Regions from separate parts of the Mus musculus genome. Here region 1 is linked to region 2. The links are chromatin contacts, called in public HiChIP or PLAC-seq maps. All regions are on one chromosome and are shown on one strand. Each heading gives the region's core, a stretch centred on a gene start, on an enhancer-like site or on the middle of the called end of the contact. The rest is flanking DNA. Distances are from core to core; before and after follow the strand shown. Region 1 has its middle 170 kb from the start of Gm32357. Region 2 has its middle 140 kb from the start of Gm32357.

Region 1 (5,127 bases), core at 1,341-3,840, 310 kb before region 2:
GGTTTTTCCCTTTACCAACCATGAGCACATCACTAAGATGTTGGTGGACATGTGTGTAGCTTCTTGTCCAACCCTCTCTTGAATGTACTGATCATGATGATGTGTGCTAATATTACTTTTTACATGAAAATGCAAACCAGGGCAATCTTTGAGAATACTGACTTTTTGTGTAATTTTCCTAATGTTTATCACGTAATGTGAGTTTCCTTAAATAAGGCTCCAAGGGTAGTCATCCATGACAGTGGTTTTTATTTGAGGTAATCTGCTGGTAAGTAAAAAGGAAACCATAAACCAGGCAGAGTGGCATGCTGTGACTGGCAACAGGATGTATCAAGTGACTGGAGTTGGCACTTTTGTTCAAGGAGACATCCTGAGGCCACATGTGTCATTCTAATACTGACTCTCCTATGAAGAGCAGGAACTGACTTTACACTAGCTTCTCTGTACAATTTCCAACAAACTGTTCTGAGGTAATCAAACTCAGCTTTAAGCCACAGTGAAAAACCAACTGTGCTTCTCTTTAGACATTTAAGAGTCCAGTAGACCTTAAGATAAATGAAATCATTCATGATAGCAGTACTTATCATATTAGTTTTTATGAGAAGTTTAATTTTTACTCATTGTGAATAGCAATAAAACAACAAAGAAAATATATCCACTTCCTCTTAGTATTCTTTAATTTTAAAACATTCAAATATTTTATAAATGAATAGTATATTTATATTTTTCCATCGTCTTTCTTTTTCTCATTTCAACTCTTCCCATGATCCCTACTTCCTCTCAAATTCATGACCTCTTCTTTAATTATTACAGTAGGTGTTTGGTTATTAGTATATATTATTTACAGGATATTTACAGTTGTTTTTATGTAGGGCTGATCTATCAGGGACTTGTTCCTGAAGAAACCTGATATTCCCTCAGTTGTCTGCAGCCATTTATGTTCTGTAGCTCTTTGTCTAGGGATGGGTCCTCACAAAAGTTTACTCTCTCCAAGTCAGCAGAACAACTTGCCATTGGGCATCTCTTGTTTGAGAACCATATTGTTGAGGGAAAATGGACTCAGTTTCCCTGTCCTGTCTAGAATGTATTATCTCCATTGCAGTCCCGTGGTTCTTACAATTGTCTGCCCTGTCTTCTGAGACTATTCTTGCACCTTAAATTAAAAGTAGGCACATATTATAAATGTTGAGGAAAGAAGTTGAACAGTCCTCATGATTAAATTTCACACACTGTAGCAAGTGCCTGTTTAGAAGTAGTAGTTGTATTGTAGATGTGTTTGTCAGAGTTGTACATCACACATCCACTTGTGTTTCAAGCATTTTGATGAATTTTAGATCTCCCTAATCGTCAGTATGTGTTACAAAAAGATGTTTCTTTGTTGAGAGGTGAGTTCTACACTTACATGGAGGTGTAAAGGGTAAATGTGAAACAGGTAGAACATGCATTGTTATAGTAAAATATCAGTAGTATGTTTGCCTCTGGAGTTTACCACCTCTCCAGCACAGAATGCTGTCTAGGTTTGCAGTGAAATGCATGGATTCCTTCCTTGGGACTATCTTTCCATGATGATCACTGTTGTGGTCCACAGGCATGTAGATGGGTACAGCTATTTAATGTTTTGATCCTTGGAGCTCATCACTGAGAAATGAGTAAGTGTTTAAGAGTCTTGACTGGATTGGTGCCCATAGTCAGAGGAAGATTCCCCAAAGCCAGGGAAGTGGGCTCCATCCCCTGAAGGTCTCATCTGTGGTTGTCCTAAGGTAACAAGTCAGTCACAGAAGGAAAAGAACCAAAGGCAAAATAATGTAGATTCAGAGTGGATGTGAGTAATCCAGTTAATAAACAGAGTAAAACAGCTTAAACTTATTCTAATATGATAAGCTAACTTGATTGACAGAAGGTCTCCTTAAAGAATGAAGTTTAATATTCCTCTGTATATTTTACCTATATATTACATACGGTCCTTTATCAAAATGTTAAAATCTAAAATCTATGAACTTAATTTTAACTGATATAAGCACAAGAAAAGAAGCATAATGTATCAGTCAAGTGAAAAATAAGGAAGGTCACTGTATATAATAATGCATGGTTGTATTTCACTGCTTTTTTATGGCTAGATAAGTAATTGATATTGATATGAAGTAATTGGAATCAATGCATAAGATTTAGCTATCATTTGAATAATCACTATTACTAGAAATGATGGTTTTTATGATTCAAGTGAATCTGTGCAAGAAAGATTGTTACAAAAGACATACTGAAAACGAAACTCAAACACCTTATCCAAAACTTCCATTGCTCTAGGGAGAAGCCTGTGTTTCTATCCAGCCTCATTCATGATCAATGCTGCTGTTAGCCTCTGCTTGAGCATAGAGTGTTAAAAATGTATATAAATGCCATAAGTTCAGCTATAAATGCCAAAAGATGTGAGACAATAAAAGAGAAAGGAAAGGAGGAATGTGGCTCTTCCCATGTATAACCACCTATGGTGCCTTTGCCAAGTTCATAGTAATAAATTATGCCAGCGTCATGGTACTGTGTGGTCTGACTGCTAGAATCCAATCAGATCTCCTCATGAATATGTGAACATTTTTGCTGGAATGAGGTGTACAGCATTGTTTTTCAATGTGAGCATAGTTGTGGCTTGAGGGCTGGCATGTATCCTGAATATAAAATTCTATTTTGAAGTATTAGATTCTTTAAGGAAAATATTCATGCAATGCATGAGGTATAGTCTTAGCCGAAAGCTTGAAATAGTAAAGCCAATTATGTGGTCAGCTAACTAATGTTAAAACCATAACTTTATGTGTAACTACTTTTGGGAACTTCTATTTATTTTATGATATACAGTTCAAAATTATATAAAAAATTTTCATTTCCAAGTATATGTTATGCACTATAAAGTTAATAAACTCACTAACATATCTAATAGCACTTTAAATAATGCTAACACTTTTCAGTGCCATCCACAGCATATATAAAAATGTAGATGGTTATAAAACCAGTTTCCTTTTGATTTTCACAGATCTGTGATAGATAATAAATAATCATAGCTGAAAAAATTTTAATTATTTCTAAGATAGTATATAGTATACTCATATTATTGTAATTTCTTCAATGAATCCTTCAAGCTGTCTTCATAGTTTCCCTACTATTTATATTCCCATTACAGTATAAAAGAGGTGAGTTTTTGCCATACTTTGCCAGCATGTTTTAAATTTTTACTAGCAGATTGGTTTAACCTATAACTTCTAAGACAAAACTAATATTTGATATATGGTTACCCAAATGTCTATTTCATTTTGAATTTCATCTTTCAATATCACAAAGCAGTAACAATGCTGGAAGTAGAAATCCAAGCTCTATCATTTTATTGCTTCTTGGCAAGTATTTTAAAAGTCTTCACATCCACTTTAGATCCGCTGCCCAATCCAAGACAGGGTGATAAAATCTGATAAAATAAAACTGGAATTTTTTGGGGGGGTACTTACAGCAGAATGTTTAGGGTTGTTCAGGGGTATGGCACATAGTAAGTTGTCCACACTCTAGTAGATGACCCTACACTCATCTTTGTGTTAGTAATGCGAGCTAAACTCAGTGAGTCATTTAAAACAGAGAGAAGTGTTTAAGAAGAAGGGAATATGGAGTTGTGAGAGGGATGTCTTAGAGGGGTTAGGACAAACATTGGGTATAGATATGATTTAAACACACACCAATTTAGCACACTTATCAATTTATTAAAGGATAACAATGAACATCAAACAAAGGTTTATTTTGAAAGAATGAGGATATAAGCCTAAAGACTAACTTTCTGTGTCAGTTAATATCGCACCCTAAAGGCCTTGAAAGAACAGTTCACGATGCACCCACAATCATAGTCTATAAAATGAATGTTATTCAGGACTTTAAGTTCCCACATTTCTGTATCTTAATGTAATTATTAGTAATATTCAGAATGATCATTTCTGTGAATCATTCATAACATAAATCATTTGGATGTCTTTCGTAATGAGGGAAAGTCCAATTAATGCCACAAAGGGATACCACTTAACACTTACCAGATTGGCAAAACATGTAACAAGTTCCTAAACACAAAATTTTGGCCAGGATAAAGTATAGTGAGAGCTCAAACAGCTAGACCATTCACTGATGTCATTTTCAAAGGGAATTTGGCATCATTCAGGAAACTGTGAAGGAGAAGACCCAAGTGCACAGAATTCCACTCTTGGAAAATATCCTAAAGAAACATTGTCTCAGCTTTGTCGGGAGCTGCAGAAATCAGTGCTGAGACCTCACAATAGTGCTGGTGTTTTTTTCTAGAAGATTAAAGTCAAAAAATGAAATAAAACAAAAACCCAATGAATTAGGAATAAATTCATACAACTTGTTATATACCTTGTTAAAAATGATGAATCATTGCTTCATGAACAAATACAACTGCATCTAATGCTCACATTAGTTAATAAATCGTAAGCCATACTGAAGGAATAAATAAAAAAAACAGTTTACAAATACTGAAATAAAAGAGAATAAGGCTACTTGGAAATGGATGGCTAATTATTCTCTGCCTCCTGTCAATGATTTCTCTTGATGAAGTGTTCACTCATTTACTAGGGAGATCATGTCATAAAGAGGGACAAGAGGGTCCAGTTAGTCACAGTCATGAGCAGGAAGCCACACATACACCTCTGCTATTGCTCCTTGTCAGAATGTACTGGTTTGTACTCAGTCTTAAAAGTTGAGAAATTGGAAAATCTTGTTAAAATTAGCCTCATGGCACTTACACTGGAGGGAAGGATGGGAAAGAGAGCCATTACAAGGATTATATACCCCCACAGTGACAAGATGAGTTTTTGTTAGGCAGGTTGAAAATCCACAGAAACCAGTCAGAATCATACAAGAAGACAAACAGTTCATTCTGTGGTTACACTCACGTCAGAAGTCAGGTGCAGAGTATTTGATATTAAATCGTCAAGGTTCTCTTTTATGTAAGAACATCTTTTACTTTCCTCTTATTCCATTCTGGATTGTTATACAACTGTATTTACACAAATTAAATTCACTTGTTTCCTAGGGTGATGCTGAGGATTTCAGTAGAAATGGATTCTTGTGCTTCTCGGTGATTTC
Region 2 (5,233 bases), core at 2,280-4,779:
CAAAGTGCTGGGATTAAAGGCATGCACCACTACTGCCTGGTTTGTTTGGTTTTTTTTTGTTTGTTTGTTTGTTTGTTTGTTTTGTTTTGTTTTTCAATTTGATGTGTTCTCTACTAAGTTAATGGAATATTTTAAAGAAATTACCATTTCTTATAAAAACTAAAGATACTCTGTAATGAAAAATGCCCTGGACTGGATTCAGTTGGTCCTTCAACCCATGGGGAACCAGGATACTGGTACTGGTTAGCAAGAAGTTGGCTGATGACAAACAGACAGGGACACCAGAGAGAGTGCTCCATCTGAATGTAATTTCTCAAAGTAAGCATCAGCCTTATAGACAGGAAAGCTAGGCAATACATGAGCCAAGATACATTGAGATGCATAATGGTTTTTTACACAAAACAGAGAAAATGCATACATAAAGAGCTGACAGGAGCCAGGCAATGTTTACAATTGAGATGATCAGCCCTATCTAAAGTCAGCTATTGACAGGAGCCAGGTGAGGATTTCACAACCTAGTCACAATTTATGCTATTTCTCTGAGCCTTGTGAAAGCTTGCACCAGGGGGTTCTGCTCTTGCAGACCTTTTCATGAATAATGCAGTACTGTAGTTCTTCCTTAAACCACAGCCCTCCTTCCTAGGCCATTTTAAATTCTTGCATATGGGAGTAACTTGGCTCCTCTTTTAAGTGTCTGTAGGGAAACTCCTTTTGTCAGAAGAACTCACCAAATTTCTTGTAATATGCAATGTAGTCGGCCATACCTGACTGTAATGAGGATTCTAAGTATACTTTGCTAAGCTTACCCTGAGATTTCTAACTCCTATCCAATAAAATACTGCAAGAAAGCATGCAAGACCATCCACACTATCACAGGGACAAATTTGGAGCATTCGTGCGATGGGAATGCCAAGGTTCCAGGAGGCTAAGTTTCCATGAAACATTTTTGCCTTAGGACTGTGTCCAAGCTTTTGGGCCTGGCACACAGTCTTCACTGAAGTGGGTGTGGCAACCCAGGGTCCTTGTCTTGTCTACTCACACCCTGTGTTTTTCCTTCCCACTTGCTTGAGTATATGATCAAGGAAAGAAGGCAGACATAATATGATTACATTCAGGGTACAGAATTAGCGTAGATCCCCATCGATAGATGAACCAGTAAAGTGTGGTGTGAATATACTGGATGGATCATCGTTTGATTATACAGAAGAGCAAAATCTTATTGTGTACAGGACAATGAATGGAACCCAAATAACTTCACTGGAGTGGGTCTGGCAGAAAAAGTGAATAGCTGTCCTGAATTTTCATAGCTTAATTATGGAGCTAAGATAGTAAATGGAAAAAAATGTAGATAGATGAGTTAAGCAAATGCTCTAAGTTCAGTTCTGTAAATTCTGAAGCTACACTCAGTGCTATTATTGGGAAGATAGTATTTTTAGCCATGTTATTCTTTGGACAAGATGAATACTTAACACCTCATTACATCCTTCCCAACAACTAGCTCTGTTGTTTTAACTCAAATAGTCCAAGACACACCAGGACACCATGCATGACACTTAAGGAAAGTATGATGTCTGAGTGACCAACTCATTAAAGAACCTTAACTTGTTACCCCAAAAGAAAAGCCTTGGTTGGATTAACTGAACAGTATTCTCTAAAGTGTTCCTTTTTTCTTAAAATTTGAAACAGAATACAAATGAGTCCTAAACAAACGGATAGAAACATTATGAAGGACATTGTCTCATACATTCAAAACACCAGATATTGAAAAACATTGAAAAACGTACTTATGTAGTGGACCCAAATTTTTCTATCTACCTTCAGTCATCCTCTAAAGAGATGATGAACCCTGAAGGTCACTTTCAAGTTGATACTCTCAAATTTCAGGAAAATAACACGACTATTTGAATTTCACTTGATGTGATGATGGTGCTGATTGCCATATTGACAGGGTTTGGGATAACTTGGAAGACATAACTGGGGGCATGTCTGTGAGAGTGTTAGTAGGGAGGAGTAACCAAAAGGAGATATGGCCTGCATCTGAGCATAGTGTGGCAGTTTTCAGATACAGAGACGACTGAATTAGAAGCAGTGTACATGACCTTGCCTTGCTTGTACCTGCTGAGTGAGTGCATGATATTTGTGCTGCCCTGATCCTTAACTGACTCTGGACTCCATCTCATTCTGTTTTCCAATGTAGATAGACTTCATACCAGTGGTTCCAGAAATACTTCTCAATTCAATACCAGATTTGGGTTTGTGACAATTGAAGTGTTCAAAATTTTAGACTGAGCCACTATTGAATTCTCTCCTCATCCAGAGATCAGACTGATATTATTGAAATATACAGCTACTACCATATAAGTCAACTTAAAATAAATCCCTTTTCATAATGCCCTCTCTCTCTCTCTCTCTCTCTCTCTCTCTCTCTCTCTCTCTCTCTCTCTCTCTGTTAGACATACACACGCATATATACACACACTCATTCATAAACATTCATACTGCATCATGAGTGTGAAGACAGAGGACAACTTAAGGAATTTAATTTTCACTTTCAATGATTTAAGCCCTAGAATCTGAACACAAGTCATCAGGTTTGGCAATAAGGGCACTGAGCCATTTTTCCAGCCCCATGACTTCTTTGTAAAGCAAAAATATTGAAAATGATCTAAGCAAATTTTATTTTTGTAAGATCATTCACCAAAATCAAAGAAAATAAGTAGATAATGATAAGAATTAATAAAAGATAAAATAGGCATAATGCTGTATTGCCCTTTTGAAATATATGGGAGTAATACAATTATAAACAAAAATAAAGACTTTCATCCTGTAGGCTACCAGTATTTGTTCCATAGATATGGTAACCAGAAGCACAAAAATCGTTGTAATATACAGATACAAAGCTAAAAAACAAAGTCAAACAAATGTCATACATTTGGGAATTTTTGGCAAACATATCATGCCTGTATTTACGTAAAAGAATGAGATCACTTAGAGAAAAGGATTAAAGGAATAAATGGAAAAAACTGAACTTGTATATTCAACATTGAATAGCTGGGTAATAGCAAAACACACTGAATACTAGAATATTTTTACACATTTAGTGATCTCTGAAAAAAATGGAGGATTCTATTGAAAGAGATAGAAATAAAACAAAACAAAACAAAATATAATTTAAATGTCAAAAATTCACTAAAAGACAGTGCTTCAAAAAGATGGGATAAATGGAGATTTATTTATTTGAGGCGCCTTTACTCCTATAGCTTCAATTTCTCTCTGAGGTACAATGAAATTGATATCCCAGAAAAATATATTTCCTCAGCAACATTCTCTCATTGAGGGAATCAAAGAAGCTTCAGAATGCTAATGAAACTTACAAGACCCAGGAAACTTAGGAAGTCCCACATTCCCAAAGCACCGCCCATTGGCTATAAATGTAGTAGCTATCTCTGGAAGGGAGAGACTGGATAGGAAACTCCAGAGATGTAGCTTCAATGACTCATCACCATGCTGACCTGGGCTTTTCAGGAATGCAGTGGACCTTGAGTCACTTATGCTTTTGTAAGTAACCCCACACCCACATTCTTGCCAGTAAGCCCAGTAAACTCACTGGATCATCAATTTAGCCTTTACTGGAATCATTTCCTTGACCTATTGTCAGTGTTCTGTGTGCAGTGAATAGACCGTTGTTTGTCTCTCCTGGGCAAGTCACAGAGCAGGGGCAAACAGAGAAAGACAGCAGAGTTTCTCATAATGTCATTGTAGGCTGGGTGGGATACTGAATTTAGAGCTCTAGGACTCATAGCCTGACATGGTAGCACATGTCTGTAATGACATCACTGGGAGATAGTGACAGCTAGGTCTATGGAGTTCATTGACTATAAATTTAGCTGAATTCGTGAGATTCAGTTTCAGTAAGAAATTGTGATATATATGTGTGTGTGTGTGTGTGTGTGTGTGTGTGTGTGTGTGTGTGTGTGTGTGTGTGTGTATGTATGTTAAGGAAAATATCCCAAAGTGTCAATCTCATATTTTACTAACATGTACACACACACACACACACACACACACACACACATGCAGGCACACACAATACATACTCATGCAAACAAACAAATATTTGTTTGCAACACATACATAAACAACCCCCCAATACCTATGATTTGTCATTTCTGAACAGCAAAATTAATGGGAACTAATTGCTTCCCTGAATGAAATGTCAGCAGTTGTATTATACTAAGCTGCTCTGCATAACCTTAAATACACTGAAGTCAGACAACCACAGAAGAAAAAGGAAATAAATGAATTATTTTATCCAGAGCTTTTCTAAAATGCCTTAGAAATCACTCCAAAAATATAACTTTCAACTCAAGTCCTTGGGTCACTCACCTTTCTTTGTTCTCTTGTGAGAATCTTTGTTTCCTTTCTATAGTGTGACATTCACTCTGCCCAAAGTGACAAATTCCAACTTGTCTCTAAGGTAGTCCCTGAGGGTAGCATGGACAGAATAGAACTGTGGAGCACTATGCTCATCTTCTCTACAAAGGAGGCGTCCTTCCTTTAGCCTCTCTGTCTGATCACAGCAAGAAAGATTGAGTGTCCTTTTTCTTGTTCCTGGGTTTTGTTTTGTTTTGTTTTTTCTTTCTTTCTTTTTTTTTCTTTTGGATTCATCATTAATACAGAAGAGAGGTCAAGAGGGAACATGCCATGTTTTGAATGTCTACCCTGAAGTAGAGATGGTTTTTGTCTGACTGAAACAAAATTCCATCCTGTTAATTGCCTTCAGCTCTTTCTCAGTCCTGTACATTATTTTATAAAAAGTTCATAGCTACTACTCTGAAATTTTACCAAAATAATAAATCACAGTGACTCAGCAGTGTCTATTTATAAAGAAGCCCTACAGAACTGAGGTTCATATAGTAAGCTGTGTGCAATATATGAATAGCTATTGCATCAGAGACCCCTCCAACAAACGTGAAAGTATGTCCAACATGCTTACTGCCAAATTATTGACAGGTTAGTAAATTTGTGTTATAAATGTGACTAAAGGTTTTCATACCCATAACTAAACTTAACACCATACTAAGAGTAACCAAACATTTATTTATTCACAGAATACTAAAACTAAATATTATACACAAATGTGTACGAACAAATTTTTTGATTATTTTATTTCAGGATGGCCCTGTATTTACAGGGTCCATAGTCTATAGTTTGTTGTCATGATCAGTGGCAA

What was found. HiChIP or PLAC-seq counts read pairs in DNA pulled down with a chosen protein or histone mark.
Region 1: a contact with region 2 is called in an H3K27ac HiChIP or PLAC-seq map of the NIH/3T3 cell line, with 2.5 times the contacts expected there. The contact joins two enhancer-like sites.

What each region holds. Positions count from the first base shown.
Region 1 is chr16:86,398,989-86,404,115 of GRCm38.p6, reverse strand. No RefSeq gene overlaps it. Among named protein-coding and RNA genes, the nearest start is that of Gm32357, 170 kb to the right of the region's middle. Within about 2 kb of position 2,590, at least 13 of the 459 cell types and tissues checked have an H3K27ac peak or open chromatin away from gene starts, as enhancers often do. A contact at or near this core is called in the NIH/3T3 cell line, where this site is marked.
Region 2 is chr16:86,092,982-86,098,214 of GRCm38.p6, reverse strand. No RefSeq gene overlaps it. Among named protein-coding and RNA genes, the nearest start is that of Gm32357, 140 kb to the left of the region's middle. Within about 2 kb of position 3,529, at least 45 of the 459 cell types and tissues checked have an H3K27ac peak or open chromatin away from gene starts, as enhancers often do. A contact at or near this core is called in the NIH/3T3 cell line, where this site is marked.